2 separate regions of the Danio rerio genome follow, and region 2 is linked to region 1. The links are chromatin contacts, called in public HiChIP or PLAC-seq maps. All regions are on one chromosome and are shown on one strand. The core of a region is the stretch at or near the end of the contact, and the rest is flanking DNA. Distances in the headings are between cores, read along the strand shown.

Region 1 (2,700 bases), core at 127-2,626:
CCCTTTGATTTGTAACTGAAAAATGTAAGCCTTTGGCCTTTTAAATTGGCCCTATATTATTTGCCAATTAGGTGCCATTTTTTTCCATCTAATTTTGGGCATGTAAATTCTTTTTCTATGGGCTCAAAAATGCCATGGGCTTGTTGCAATATTAAAGATGAGTCGTCTGCAAATGTCATTAATTCGGCCTCTTGCATTCATTAGCAAGAAATTTGGCGCAGATAATGCATTGTTGCTGGGTCAGGGATTCTTTGGGAAAAAAATGGAATAAAACCAAAGTTCTGGTAACTGTCTTGGTATTTTCCACATTTCCTGTTTCCTATATTGCTAGTGCTGCAACCCGAAATGTGTGCCGCTCTTTATTGAGACTCTTTATTGTGGAGGACGAATTACAAATTTGTCAATTGTTTTGGTCAACCAGGATGGTCAAATGATCTAAGGCAACATGATCGCCCCCCCCGACCAAATATAAAATATAAATGTAAACTCAAATATACAGACACACCATTCCAACATGAATAGATTTTATTAATTTGCAATCCAACACATGGTTTTATGAGTTCTTGTGCTTTAGCTCTGCAGCCAAGAATGTCCGGCCACCTGTTGAATAGTTGGCCTTGTGGAAGGATTTGTCTGGAGCAGAGTTCTGATAAACACCCGGCATGGTTCCTCAACGGCGACATTACTTGGATAATTCAATGGTCTCTGCTGAAGAAGGCGAAGTCGTCTGACGTTGGTTTCATCGTATGGCATTGTTCCAGTCACCATGACATACAGAATCACCCCAAGGCTCCATACGTCATACTTCTTTGGATCATACGGCGTTCCTGTGATGACCTCCGGTGGAGTGTAGGCCCGAGATCCACAGAAGGTATGACTGAGCTCTGAAGGGTCTTCAACGAATCGAGCAAAGCCGAAGTCTGCAATCTTAATTTTCTCATCGGCTGTTAACAGTATGTTTTCACACTTCAGGTCTCGGTGGACAATGTTCATCTGGTGGAGGTAGTTGATAGCGCTGACCATCTGCGCAAACATGGTTTTACTTAGGTCTTTAGGAATATGATGGACCTCATGTATCTTCTGAAGGAGATCTTTCTCCGCAGCCTCCATCACGATGCAGAGTCGCTTTCCCGCCACCTCAATGCATTCGAACATTTGGATGATGTTCTCGTGATTCACCCGTCTCAAAACCGCCAGTTCCCTTGGGAGAAACTTCTGGATGAAATCCGCAGAGCCCCTCATGCGGTCTACAATTTTGATAGCCACCTTACAGCAGTGCTTCTGCGAGGTGGCAAGCTTGACTCGAGAAAAGGAGCCTTCACCAATTGAGGTGAGGAAAGTGTAGCCCATGCCTTTCAAAACGTTGTTAATAGACATTTTGTCTCAACAGATGTATGCTACAATCTCAGGAGAACTGTCAAGCTTGAGTTTGCACTGCATTCCTCACCCATGTCATAAGAATGTGCATTCTACTGTGTTCTTTAAGCATTCTATTCTATGATGTCATCATAGATCATTCTACAGGTTAAGAATGTTGGAAGCAGTAATTTAGGCCTCTGTTATCTGTACTCAATTATTTAATCACAATTAATGCATAACATGGACCTATTTCCACCTTTTATTAGCATTTTAAGCGATCTGATCAAGTGGTCAGCTGAAATGCTTAACCTGGTCCATGGTGTTAACAAGCACTCAAATGTTTGAGTCATTTGATCAAATGAGTATTTACACTATGAAATCAATCCACTCAAGTGTTTTTGACTTAAAAGCTCTCTGTTTTAGACCCCGTTTACACGTGCCTTTAGTGTCCTCTTGTGTTCAGATTAATGAGAACAATAATAACAGATGAAAATGAACGTGATGTTGGTTTCTGCCTCGGAGTAAAATATATAGGAGAGTGTAACTAGTCTAGATCCACATATATAGATCTTTATTGTTTGCAGTACAACTCAATGTTAAACTCTTTCATACTTTTAAACTTTGTTAAAAAGTAGTAATTACAATCCTAAGCCTATTTTAATGTATATAAAACGAATAATTTTGCTTTACATTTGCCTGCTTTGCTTAAAAAATAACAAAGTAACAAATTTGTTACTTCAAAGCGACTTAATATTGTATTTTTCATTCATTAATTTTCTTTTTGGCTTAGTCAATAATAAATAATAGAGTTGACTCTAGAGTGATTGAGGTGAGTTTCATGAATGGAACCTTCCTGACTAAAGATATATAAAGATATAAGTAAATAGATTGACTTACAGTCATACAGATATTAAGTATGTGTGGTTTAGTTTAAAACAGCAACAATTTTGTGTTTCATTTACCCTGTTTAAAACCCAACAAAAAGGCTAATTTTAGGCTACACTTAATAAAATGTTTCATTTATTTGTAAATCTAGTGTTTTTAAACGTACACATAAAATAATAATTTTACGTTTTAATAAACTAAGACCTTTTATTTATTTATTTATGTCGACTGAGAATGCTAATAAAAGTCTATGAGAGGGTGCATTTTGCGGCAGAGGTGTGTTTCTCGGCATAACACCGGAGCACCCGGAGGAAACCCACGCGAAGTCCACACAGAATGCCAACAGACCCAGCTGAGGCTCGAACCAGCGACCTTCTTGCTGTGAACATTGTAATATGTTACTTTAAAAGTAACTTTACCCAACACTGCCGGTAAACACTTTCCCTCACACCAACC
Region 2 (2,700 bases), core at 199-2,698, 370 kb after region 1:
GTGGATTGCCACAGCGGAAAATATCATAGATATGTAACATGGGCTGCAATGCAAGCGCTGCAGGTGTCTATGGCAGGCCATTTAAACGTGTATTCCTTAAAATCTAGCTATATTTTTTCTAGTAGGCGACTGCTTTCTTTGTCTACATACTAGTAGTTGTTCCGGTAGTGACGACAATGTATTCAGATAGTCAGCAACTGCTTACTCCTTGCATACTAGAGATTATTATTTCATTGGTAGTCACGGTATAACACTGGAATTGATAACTATGTCAGTAGTCAAAATGACTCATTTTTAAAAATAAAATAGTATTAAATTAAGAGTTGCTATTAAAACTGGAATAGATATTAGCTGGTCAGAAGTGAACAGTTAGAATGACTATCAGTGTCAACAATAGTTAAAGGGATAATTTACCAAAAATTGAAAACGTACTCACCCCTAAGCGATTTCCGAAGAAAGCTGAAAACCTGTAACCAACCGATGACTTCCATGATAGGGAAAACAATTACTACAGGTTTTCAGCTTTCTTCGAAACATCTTATTCTGTGTTCAACAGAAGAAAGAAAGTTAAACAGGTTTGGAACATGTGAGTAAATAACGACAGAATTTTCAGTCATGAGTGAACTATCCCTTTAAATGCTGTAATGTTTAATAGATAAGAACTAGTGAATAAACACTGCTATCTTGTGAATTTTTTCCAGCGAGTTAGAAAGGCAAACTATAGGCACTACTGGAGTAAGTACTAATAAGAAGAAAAAAAAACATACAAAACATACTAGCTTAAATTAATAAATGCTAAAACGGCTTGCCAATAGGCATGGCTAAAAAAAATCTCCATTAGGAAACCCAGCCAAAGCCACCTTCTGACCGGCTCATTGTTAAAACAGCTAACCCGTGCAATCTAACAGGAACACATCAGACCACTACTCACGTTTCTTTGTGTAGCAGAGCGAGTCTTTCTTTGGGTACTTTCAGTCTTTGAGAGAGTCTTCGCTTTAGCCCTTCCACGGTCTCTTCTGCGGGAAGGGAGAGCTCGAAGCGTGTGCCGGTGGTGGAGTGGATGTACAAATTCATGGGGGGCTCGCCGGAGACGCTCTCGCAGGACGGCGCAGCTCCGCGACTGCTGCAGCTCCGGGCGCTCGGATGCTGGTCCATTCGATAGCCTACGATAGAGGAGACAGGGTCGATGGAAGCGGGCGGATAGGGCTGGGTGTCTCAATGGAAAGCTATTGGAAAAATATTCCCAATGATTATTCCCGTTTGGTGATGGATCCTGCGGCGATCCCCCGAATTAATATCTTCAAATACAGCAGTTTTTAATTCTATTTTTCCGATAGTGCATTCAAATGCATATTCTGCAAGTGTAGTCCTTTGTCGTTGACAGTGTACTGCAAAAACCAGCGCGATCTTTCCTTCTTTTCTTTATATATGTATATTTCTTTATATCTGTTCCTATGTTTTAAAGCGCAGCTCTCATCGCGGAGAGAAACTCCAGTGAAACACGCATAATAATGCCCGTTGTTTCACCGTGTCTCACTTCCACTGTGCCGCTATGATTACACCCACAAAAGCTCTGCCCAATCAAAGGAGGGGCTAGTGGTGACGTCATATACACAGCCAACGGGAGGACGGCCTGCTCACCCACGTGGAGCGCAAACACCGCCTCATTTCTCTCCCCCACACCGCTTTCCTCATTGAGGACAAATCCAATCTGAGTGGGCGACGAGCTCCAGTCCTGGAGTTCCAGCCCACTGTTACCAATTCCACACCATTCATGAGGCAAACTGTCAAAGTAACAAAAGTCACCCAATATAACCTTGAATGTTTAAACAGCAACACTGCGCGGTCTATTTTCAAAACACAGCAAAAATACTTTGTGTCACCTTGCTTTTCGTGTGTAGCTAATGTTGCATATTTGTTGACATTTAATGGTAGACATTCTTTTGCTGAAGCTAAAGAGTTTATGGATTTGTAGTTTTTATATACAGCTATGGAAACATATTAAAAACCACTTGACAATTATGCTTCCTCTGGATTTAGGATTTAGTGATTTGGGGGCCCAAGCAATTTCAGCCATGGGGAACAAAAGTTCTAAAATGCTCATTTTGTACTTTAATTGATTTATTTTGCATTTTTTTTCTTTTTCTACATTTTGTCTTCTTAATGCAAAAATAATACCAACATGTAATGCATCTCGTAAGCATTTTAAATTATTTATTTTCTGAAAATTAAAAGTAATTCTTTACCTAATTTGCTGGACTTCTCCATGATTGAGGGATACATTTGCACAGATATAATAAACATTAAACTTTTATTTTTTTAGACACACTTGTTATACAAAATATGATTTAAATATAATTTATAGGAGTAATTTATACTTCTAGGTATTTATTTGGGGGCCCTCAGATTTCCTGGGGCCCTAAGCTGCCGCTTATCTTGCTTATTGGTTAAATCCGCTCCTGACTGGACTTATACAGCTATGGCTTTATTTTTAAAAGGTCTTCTCGCAAATTTAAAATAAAAATATTGTCATTTAGAGCCTTTTTACTGACAGAAAATCAGGAATGTCACTGAAATATTAATTTATTAAAGAAATTCATGTTGAACACGTGTATGTTGTTGTTGTCTTAACCCTATCACTGCCTTGCATTTCTTAACTCCTAATGTCGCTAGTTAACACACTCAATGCATTTTATTTTA

The links. HiChIP or PLAC-seq counts read pairs in DNA pulled down with a chosen protein or histone mark.
Region 2: a contact with region 1 is called in an H3K4me3 HiChIP or PLAC-seq map of embryo, with 3 times the contacts expected there. The contact joins the promoter of midn here to the promoter of tssk6 in region 1. A contact is called at or near these places in 1 of 18 Hi-C or Micro-C datasets (embryo) and 1 of 4 datasets of contacts at active chromatin or transcription factors (embryo).

What each region holds. Positions count from the first base shown.
Region 1 is chr22:18,080,315-18,083,014 of GRCz12tu, forward strand. tssk6 (testis-specific serine kinase 6) reads right to left here and starts at 1,377. Exons shown (of 1, transcript NM_001044845.1): 1 at 571-1,377. The coding sequence starts at 1,377. The coding sequence ends at 571.
Region 2 is chr22:18,450,177-18,452,876 of GRCz12tu, forward strand. midn (midnolin) reads right to left here and starts at 1,449. Exons shown (of 7, transcript NM_207052.1): 1 at 932-1,449. The coding sequence starts at 1,155.